Linked DNA regions of Rattus norvegicus: region 1 is linked to region 2. The links are chromatin contacts, called in public Hi-C maps. All regions are on one chromosome and are shown on one strand. Each heading gives the region's core, a stretch centred on a gene start, on an enhancer-like site or on the middle of the called end of the contact. The rest is flanking DNA. Distances are from core to core; before and after follow the strand shown. Region 1 overlaps Cdh1 (cadherin 1). Region 2 has its middle 41 kb from the start of Cdh1.

What was found. Hi-C and Micro-C count contacts between places; a contact is called where the count stands out from the background.
Region 1: a Hi-C map of liver shows a contact between it and region 2, with 3 times the contacts expected there. The contact joins two enhancer-like sites. A contact is called at or near these places in 10 of 12 Hi-C or Micro-C datasets (the A7r5 cell line, the Rat2 cell line, Schwann cells and 5 more).

The regions. Positions count from the first base shown.
Region 1 is chr19:51,439,589-51,444,473 of GRCr8, forward strand. All of the region lies in intron 2 of Cdh1 (cadherin 1), which reads left to right. Among named protein-coding and RNA genes, the nearest start is that of Tango6, 37 kb to the right of the region's middle. Within about 2 kb of position 2,808, at least 6 of the 93 cell types and tissues checked have an H3K27ac peak or open chromatin away from gene starts, as enhancers often do. A contact at or near this core is called in liver, where this site is marked.
Region 2 is chr19:51,358,675-51,363,450 of GRCr8, forward strand. No RefSeq gene overlaps it. Among named protein-coding and RNA genes, the nearest start is that of Cdh1, 41 kb to the right of the region's middle. Within about 2 kb of position 2,782, at least 14 of the 93 cell types and tissues checked have an H3K27ac peak or open chromatin away from gene starts, as enhancers often do. A contact at or near this core is called in liver, where this site is marked.

The DNA of each region.
Region 1 (4,885 bases), core at 1,558-4,057, 81 kb after region 2:
GTGTGCATGGACATGTATGTGTGTATGAGCGTGACACAGTGGGATCTGGAAGTCATAAAACAACTCGTGGGACTTGGGTCTCTTCACCTCATGCACCCCAGGGATTGAGCTTGGGTTTTCAGGCTTGGCAGCAAGCATCGGTGCCAGCTAAGCCATCTGTCTGGCCTGCCTATTTTGTTTTATTGTAACAGAGTGTCAGGTGGCCCAGACTAGCTTTAAATTGTATGCAGACGACAATGATCTTGATCTTCTTGCCTCCACCTCCAAAGTGTGGATTACAGGCATGTGCCACCACACCTGGCTCCATGTCACTCTTGTAATTACTGTTAATTAAGGACTATTTATGACCTTTTCGTTCATTCTGCACTTCTTTACTGCCTCCATATTATTGGGTGTGTAGACTTTGGCTCATGGGGTACTCCTCAAATGAAACCCTAATAACTATATTTTTTCGAGTTCATTGAGTTGTAATTTACACACCTTACAATTTGCCCAGTGTAACTGCATGTTAATTTTTATAGGTGCACTCAGTGGCTCACCCATCACTCTGATCCAGTTTTAGATTTGCATTACTCATGAGCCCACCTTGAGTCTACCTAATATCCCACCTTGCCTCAGTCCCAGGCCATCTCGGGGCCTGCTTTCTGTCTGAGACAGTGTCTCTCCGTTATGTAGTCCTGGCTGTCCTAAACTCACTATGTAAACTAGGCTGGGCTCAGAGTTCTGCAAACCCCTCTGCCTTCTGAGTTCTGGGATCAAAGTTTGTGCCACTGCACCCAGCATTCTCTTAATTTTCTAGTAGTCATTAAATAAGGTAAGTAGCTTTTTGGGTGAGTGCCCAATGCTCAGTGTAGTTAAGGATTACTAACTTATGCTTTTGGAAGGACTGGGAATGTAGCCCAAGGGCACAGTGCTGGCTTAACATGCTCAAGGCCCTGAATGCTACCCTAAACACTGCAAAAGGAAAATGGTTCTCTAGACATGCATTGATTAGTATGGTGTTTCTATTTATTGTGGAGTTGTAAGTAGCTATAGCATAATGTAGCCATTCCTGGTAGCATACATACATACATACAACTTTTATATGTGTCTGCATGCATGTATGGGTGTATACTACATGAATGCATGAGTCCTCAGATGTCAGAAGAGGGCATGTGGTCCTTCAGAGTTGTAGTTACAGGTGGTTGTGAGCTGCAATAGGGTTCTGTGAAGAGCAATAAGCACTCTTAACTACTGAGCCATCTCTTCAGTACCTACAGGTTTTTCCTTTGTTTGTTATAGGCAAATTCAGAAAAAGAAGGGTGTGTGTGTGGGTGTGTGTATTGATTCACTTATCACATATCACACCCATTTCAAATGTGAACCAAATGCCTTTGGTATATGCACAGAATTTGCAACCATCCCCCATCAACGTTGGAGCATTTTCGGGGCCTGGAGAGGCAGCTCAGCAGTTGAGAGCATTTGCTGTTCTTGCAGAGGAACCGAGTTCTGTTCCCAGCACCCACATGGTGGTTCACTACAATCTATAGCCCCAGTTCTAAGGGGTCTGATGCCTTTCTGTGACCTCTGTATCACTAAGCGTCCATTTGGTACACAGACATACATGAGGCTAAAACATTCACACATAGAGCAAAACGAATAAATACAAAATGAATAAATAAATGAATAAATATTAAGAAATCTGCCCCTTGCCACCTGCCTTCTTCAAGCCCTGTCTTTTTGGTCTGGGATATTTGAGTACGACAAACGGAATGGCACGGGGCCTGTGTGGTCTTTTGTATGTGTGACAGATCATCCATGAAGCAGAAGGCACCTCTGTTTCTTTCCGTTGCTAGACAATACTCTGGTGATAGGATATTTCACTCACCGACCGTCATTCAGCATCTGCTGTGTCGGCTCTGGCGTGTGAGATATGCTACAGTTCCACCTGGTAACACTCCCTCCCCCACACATCCAGAAGGCATTGCTGTTGACATTCAAAACTAAGCCAAATCCCAATCCGGGGTGCAAAATTGACACCTGACAGAGTGTACAAAGAAGCGATGTGTGTCTGTTCTCCTGTCACCTTAGAACCCAGCTGTCTGGGTTAGTAAATGGAAGGACTGTGTTCTCACTTTCCATTACCACAAGGGAGTGAAGGAAATCCCCAGAACCCACAAGGTCAGGCTGTGCAGAAGGACTGTATGGGAGTAAAGAAGGTGGGCCTTTGGGTCTTCTACAGTCGGCCAGTTTGAGCCTTACTCTGCCATTCATGCTGTGTGACCTTGGAAGAGGCCTTTAACATCTCTGAGCCTTTGCTGAGTCATGTTTCCCCCAGGGTGGTTTGTAAAATGCACCTTGTGCCTGAGGCAATGACTTTTTTTTTTTTTTTTGCTTATATTGGATTCTACAGGCACTTGGGGGAAGATTTAAGATCTACCAACTCCTTTCCCATCTCTGTATTAAGTTAGTTGGAGGCCCGGGCAGTTTTCAAAGCACACCAGGACAGTATGCACACTGTACATTAGATCCCAGAGCGAGATTATAGACATTTTGGTCAACATGCTTTAGTTCCCGAGTGGGACTGAGGCCTTAGAGCTGTTATGGCTACATTAAGAACTAGGGCTAGGATGGTCCGCACACCGGCACTCAGGACTGCCTGCCTCTTGTGGGAAGAGGTTTAGGGTGGAGGACTCAGCTGTGTGGAATTTAGAACAAGACCCTCCCTGGGCTCTTCTCCCTGGGGGAAATCCACAGAAAGGGAAAGTAGAGAGGCAGCCTCCTCTTCCTAATCAATAAGCAAACAAGTCATGGAGCCACAGGAATGCTCCCTGGGCTGCAGCCAGTGGCAGTGCCAGTTAGCACCCCTGTGTTTAGGCAGTAGGGTGCAGTGGTATTGTCTGCTTGCAGCTAAAAGCCAGGACACCACAGCTCTGACTTGGCACGAAAGCCAAAGGTTTTTTTGTTTTTTTGTCTGCTGGTGTCAGCTTGGCCAGAAGAAAGGCTATCAGATCCCCAGAAACTGGAGTTACAGGCAGATGTGAGGTACCTGACGTGTGTGCTGGGATTTCTACATCTCTGGAAGAGTAACAAGTGCTTTTAACCACTGAACCATCTCTTCTGGCCCATTTTTGTCCCCATAACCCTATTACAGCAGGTAGGGACAAAGTCCCCATCTTCTTGCACCAGATTTCAACCCCTCTTAAAGTAATTGCATCCTCACCAGAGAGTGTCTGTAGGAACATTGAAACCTGGCTCTTGACCAGCAAAGCCACCCCAGGCCCCGAGCTGACCTAATGGAGCCCCATGGAGCATTACTGAGATCAAGCCTCAGGAGGTTTCATCTGCAGATGCTGGACTGTCCAAGAGAGGCCTGGGGAGGAAAATGACTTCAAGCTAGTGTTTCTTTTCCTTGGTCCTGACATGAAGGACAAGGAGATGGGAGAGATCTTGGCTCTCAACTGAAGGAGCAGGAGCCACTGCTGGTCACAAGCCCATGTAGACCTACAGGCACTGTTTCTTCAGTTCTGGCCCAGTGACCACATCTGCTGTGTTCTCACCTGGCTCTTCTGTGTTGAATCAGGGATCCAGGCCATGACAAGCACGAGGCGCTTGGATGGGTCTTAGAACTGCCCTTTGCACCACCCTGTGCCTCACTCTGGCTTGAGCATGTAGCCAGAAGTCCAGCCTTCCTGCTTGATTAAATCAGCCTCCCCCACCCCAGCCTACCTCAGTCCTTGGAACCCCATTACCTTCTCTGGATATACATACATACATACATACATACATACATACATACATACATATATACATATACATATACATATACATATACATATATATATATATATATATATATATATATATATATATATATATGTGTGTGTGTGTGTGTGGTTGTTATCCCTGCTGCCCCGGATCACAAATCTTGGGAGGGCAAAGAACCTGTTTTTCAAACACAGCTTCCAATGAAGCAGAGAGTAAGTCAGAGCTTTACATTTTGTTGACGTTCTGAGCATGGTGATACCGGCCTGTAATTTCAGCTACTCAGGAAGCCGAGAGGCAGGAGGATTACAGGTTAAAGGCACCCTGTCTGTTCAAGACCAGCCCGGACAACTTAGCAAGAGCCTGTTTTCAAAATAAAAATGAAAAAAAGGACCAGGGATGTAGTTCAAAGCCTGGGGATGTGGTTGCCTGTCGTGTGGGTTGATCTTGATACCTCCCAAAAAGGAAAGAAGAAGAAGAAAAAAAAAAAACCCACCTATTTTTGAGAAAGAATCCTTGAGGGAGGTGAGCACACCTGACTTTTTGCAAATGGAGAAACTGCCACTTGGCAGAGGTGAGCAATGGCCGAAGAAAGAAGCAGAGCTGGGACCTGAACCCTTGAGTGTGCTTAACCACATTCAACAAAATGTAGAATGCTAACGTGTCTCCTGTGTGAGGCTGACTGTGATTGGCTCTCAGCAGAGTTACCATGGAGCTGGAAACACATTAGCCCCATAGAACCTGAACTGGTGATCACTGCCCTGGTGTCCACAGTCAGCATTAATGACCTTAGAACATCTGGGGACAGGCCTGGTGATGATGGATTGCCCTGTATCCTGTTTACTCCCAGAAATCAGGATTTAATGAGCCTGAGAGAGTTCTCCCTGGTCTGTGACTTTGTGGGCTCTCCTCACTACACCCTGCTGGCTGTTTCTCCGAGATTCAGCCGTGCCTTCCTTGGAGATGTTTTTTGTTGTTTTTGAGACATAAGGTGGAAGGTTTTTTTGTTGTTTTCTTTTGGTTCTTCAAGACAGGGTGTGTAAGTAACTCTGGCTGTTCTGGAACTCTCTGCAGGTGTGTGTATAGATGGATATTATGTATGTATGTATGCATGTATGTATGTATGTATGTATGTATGTAT
Region 2 (4,776 bases), core at 1,532-4,031:
GAACTCACTGTGTAGACCAGGTTGGCCTCTGCATCCAGAGTGCTGGGATTAAAGGCATAAGGTGCCACTGCTGGTCTTCCCAGCACTTTTTCTTTTTTTTTTTTTAAACATTTATTTATTTATTATATATAAGTCCACTGTAGCTGCCTTCAGACACACCAGAAGAGGGCATCAGATCTCATTACAGATGGTTGTGAGCCACCATGTGGTTGCTGGGAATCGAACTCAGGACCTCTGGAAGAGCAGTCAGTGCTCTTAACCACTGAGCCATCTCTCCAGCCCCCGCCCAGCACTTTTTCTAAGGAAGCATGGTTCAGAGGCCAGATTCAGATCCTGCACTTCTGGATGAGGCCTTGGGCAAATCGCTTTGGTTCTCTGTGCCTCATTTTTTTCCCATTTGCAAATGGGGTGAGTAAGCAGATCTTCATCTGGAAAGTGCTCAGAGGGTGCCTGGCTTGGAAGGGCTGTGTAAGACTGATTGGTGTAGGAGGTAGAGGGGAGTGTGAGGCCTGCTTAACATCCCTACACACGGAGTCTGTGTGGAAGGTGAACATCCATGGGAAGAATTCTCGGAAATTCCCAGACTGCTAAGGGACATCTCCAATGATCAATTGCTGTGGTTATCCCTAGGGAACGTTCCTCTCCCTCCCAGCAGAGGGCACCATTCTCCAAACCACAGCTGGGGCTGGCATTTGCAGCCTGGCTTGACGGGGTGGTGCCACAGGAAGCAAGGGCACATGCCACAGGGCCACTGGCGGTGGCATACCTTACACGGAAGTCTGCTTGTGAAGACAGTTCAGCCTGCACAGAACCTATGCTTGGCAAATACTTGTTGAATCAGTGAACAAAAGAGCTCTCTGATGATATACCCTAGATGGGGATGATGGCTGAAGAGACCCCTGCAGTCCATATTTATTGGACTGTGTGATGGGCTATGGCCTTTACCAAAGAGTTGGAGTTGCTTACGGTCTCTCAACGAGGTGGGTTTTTTTTGTTTTTTTTTTTTGTTTTTTTTTTTTTGTTTTTTTGTTTTTTTATGGTTTCCTTTTAAAAAGGAAGTTGAGAGCCAGAGAGACGGACAGCTCAGTGGTTAAGAGCATGATGTGTTGCTCTTGCAGAGGGCCCAAGTTCAATGCCCAGCATGGTGACTCACAAATATTGATAACTCCAGTTCCAGAGGATTCAAGACCCTCTTTTGTCTTGCATGGGCACCGGCATGCATACAGTAAACAAATATACATGCTAGCAAAACATCTGTACTTATATGATAATTAAAATTAATAAGTTTAAAACAAATGCCAAGGGCTGGAGAGATGGTTCAGTGGTTAAGAGCACTGACTGCTCTTCCAGAGGTCCTGAGTTCAAATCCCAGCAACCACATGGTGGCTCACAACCATCTGTAATGGGATCCGATGCCCTCTTCTGGTGTGTCTGAAGACAGCTACAGTGTACTCATAAGAATAAAATAAATCTTTGAAAAAAAGAAAAAAGGAAACGGTGAGTTAGTTTAAGTGCTGGGCTGGGCGTGGTGGCACACCAGCGTGCATCCCTGTAATCAGCACTTAAGAGGCAAACTGAGACAGGAGAATTCAGAGTTCTGGACCAGCCTGATCTATGGGAAGACACCCAGATAGAGTGACAAGGGAGACAGGTTCAGATCCAGTTCTCCTGGATCTCCAAGGATGGGCCTTTATGTTTTCTTTGAGGCTGGTGTCTCATGTGTACCAGGTTGTTCAAATCTGAACTCACTCTGTAGCTTCCAACCTCTGTTCTGTCTCTACTGCTCAGATGCTAACCTAAGAGGAAATGGACCACCATGCCTACCTTATGAAATGCTGTAACTGGACCTAAAGCGTCATGAGTGGCAAGTGTTCTAGCAAACGAGGCACCTCTAGTCAGCAGCCCTTTTATCATAAGATTAAAACCTCTGCCAGGCATGACGGTAAATATACTTCGGCATCCAGGAAGCAGAGGGCAGAGACAGGCAGATCTCTGAGTTCTAGACCAGCCTGGGTTATGTAGCTAGCTCCAGGACAGCTAGAACTACACAGAAAGACTGTCTCAAAAACCCAAAACCAAACAACCAGCCAGACAAACAAGAACAAACCAAGGCTGGCTCCTACAGGGTTACGTGTCACCCTGCTAGAGGTTACAGCTGGAGCCAAAATGCAGGCACACATGGGACAAAACTAGCCTTCAGATGTTACTCTGGTCCTGCAGTAAGGCAGGACTGCCCATATGACTATAGGACTCTAGGTTCTACATCAGCCCTTCCAGCCTTTTTGGGGGGCCCCTTTGAATGTAAGCTCTATATCTCAGGGTCTTTGTATTCATTCACGTAACAACTACTTACTGATCAAACTTGTTCTATGCCAGGTACCATTGTTGGTGATGGAGAAAAAGAAATTTGGCAAGCAGCTAAAAATCCAAACTCTGACATGTCGGGGTCTCTGGTTAAAAATTGTGTAGTCTTGGTGCAGTGGCATAGACCTGTAATCCTGGTGCTTGGGTGGTGGGAGGAGGAGGATCAGGTGTTCAAGACCAACCTAGTCTGTATACTATATAGAGAGTATGTAGCTAGCCAGGCTGCATGAGAACCTGTCTCATATAAGCTAAACGTGTAGAGCTTACTACGGAGAAGAGAGCTGGGGTAGAGGAGAGGGGCCGGAATGGGGACTCCATTCTAGCAGTCAGAGAAGGCCTTGCTGAGAAGTGTGTGGGCACAGACTTAGGGAATGAGCTCCCAAGTGTGTGTCTCAGTAAGAGAAACAGAAAGTGAAAGCTGAATGCAGAAGGGGCTGGCAGAGTTCAGCGGGCAGGCCAGTATGGCTGGAGTGGAAGAACCAGAGTGGGTAGCAAGTGAAGTAAGGAATGGGATCCAGGGTGCCCAGTGCTGGGCATCTTTCTCTGGGTCTGGGCTAGGTGCTGAGTGAAGGGCCAGGCCCAGCCCTGGAAACCCTGGGAAAAGTCCTGACTCAGCTCTGCTCTGGAGCCAGCAAAACCTGATTCTTTCACTGAGCCATATGCAGTCACCAAGGGGGAGGCCAGGGCCTGCCTGGGCCTGTGTCAGCTGCAAACCTGGCAGACAGGAACAGCAAGATTCTTCTCTCAGGGCCCCAGGGCAGAATGGCAGCCTCTCAGAAGGCAGAACCTGGGTTAGAAATACAGACTTTGTCTTGGCAGGTGTGTGTGTGTGTGTGTGTGTGTGTGTGTGTGTGTGTGTGTGCCTGACTTCTCCCAAAGGGCCAAGGGAGCCCTCCGAGATGGTGTCTGAGGACCTGGTCTGACATGAGGCTAAGGTTCTGTAGGACATATTTGCTGTTAATATTGCTGTTATCTGCTCTTAGGCCCTCTCCAATTCCAGGTGGGCCAGGAGCCCTGCCCATTCCTTTAACCTCATCATGGTCTCAGCCCAGCAAGCTGCAGGATGGGGTAGGAATCTGAAAGGGGATGGGTGGGTCAAGAATGCTGAAATCCTGCCCTGTCATTCCTGTCCCCACTGCCCTCTTAGTAAGCCAAGCTCTGAGGCTATGAGGGCGGGCAGGGCAGAAAAGGCTCCTGCGATATCCTGAGATTCCCTCCCTCCAAATCAAACCTGCTTCACTCAGGGCCCCTACATTTGCATATTGCCTGGCAAGCCAGCCCCTTACTTCCTTAGGCGCAGCCCAGTGTCAGCTTCTTGGAGATGCCATCTTTGGATAACTCTCTAAAGAGCCTTTCTTTCTTGTGTATGTACGTGTTTGTGTGTATGTACACATGTGTGCTGGGGATGTGGACCAGAGGGGTCAATGTTGGGTTTCTTCAACTGTTCTCTACCTAATTGTCATTAGTGTGTGTGTGTGTGTGTGTGTGTGTGTGTGTGTGTGTGTTTCCGTGTCTCTGTGTCTCTGTGTCTCTGTGTGTGGTTTTTGAGACACAGTTTCTTTATGTAGCCCTGACTGTCCTGGAACTCACAATGTAGACTTTGCTGGCCTGGAACATAAAGATCCCCCTGCCTCTGCCTCCCAGTGCTGGGATTAAAGCCATGTTCCTCTATGATAAGCCACCTACATTTTCTAGATCAATGATGGATGTGGGTGGGCCCAGCCCACTGTGGGCGGTGCCATTCCTGAGCAGGTGGTCCTGGATTGCACAAGCCATGAGGAGCCAGCCAGCGAGTAGCGTTTCTCCGTGGTTTTTACGTGAGTTCCCGCCTCAGGTTCCTATTTGAGTTCTTGCCCTGGCTTCCCTTCATGCTGGACTCTAAAGTGTAAGTCAAATAACCACCCCACCCCCACGTTTTTGTCATGGTGTTTATTCTAAGGGCCTGAAAATCGCTGACGGAAGGCCCCAGATTCAGATAGAATCCAAAACCAAAAGGTATTTATTCTGCAGAAACAACCAACTGGCAGAGGTCAACCATTCTTTGAAACGGTGACCTCAGACAAAGGCATGCAGGCCTTCTTACAGGGAACCCAGGGGGCTCTCTAGAAGGATTAGGTAATCTAAAGTGTCATCGGTGGGTGCTGGGGGTAACAGGTATGGTCTGCATTCCTCTGTCATGAACGTTCAACCATGTGATGAGATAAGGCTGCCCAGCGCAGATGGCCCATTCCGAGATAAGACATTTCTCCACTTGTGTGGTTATCCCCAGGCTGTTCTTTGAGAGGGTGTTTATGATCTTCTGGATTTTATGTCTGTCCCTGGAGCTGATGCCTCATGGCCTAGTTTCTGGGACTTATAGTCTGTCCCTGGAGCTGGCACCTTTTGGCCTTTTTTTCTAAATCAGGCCTGGTC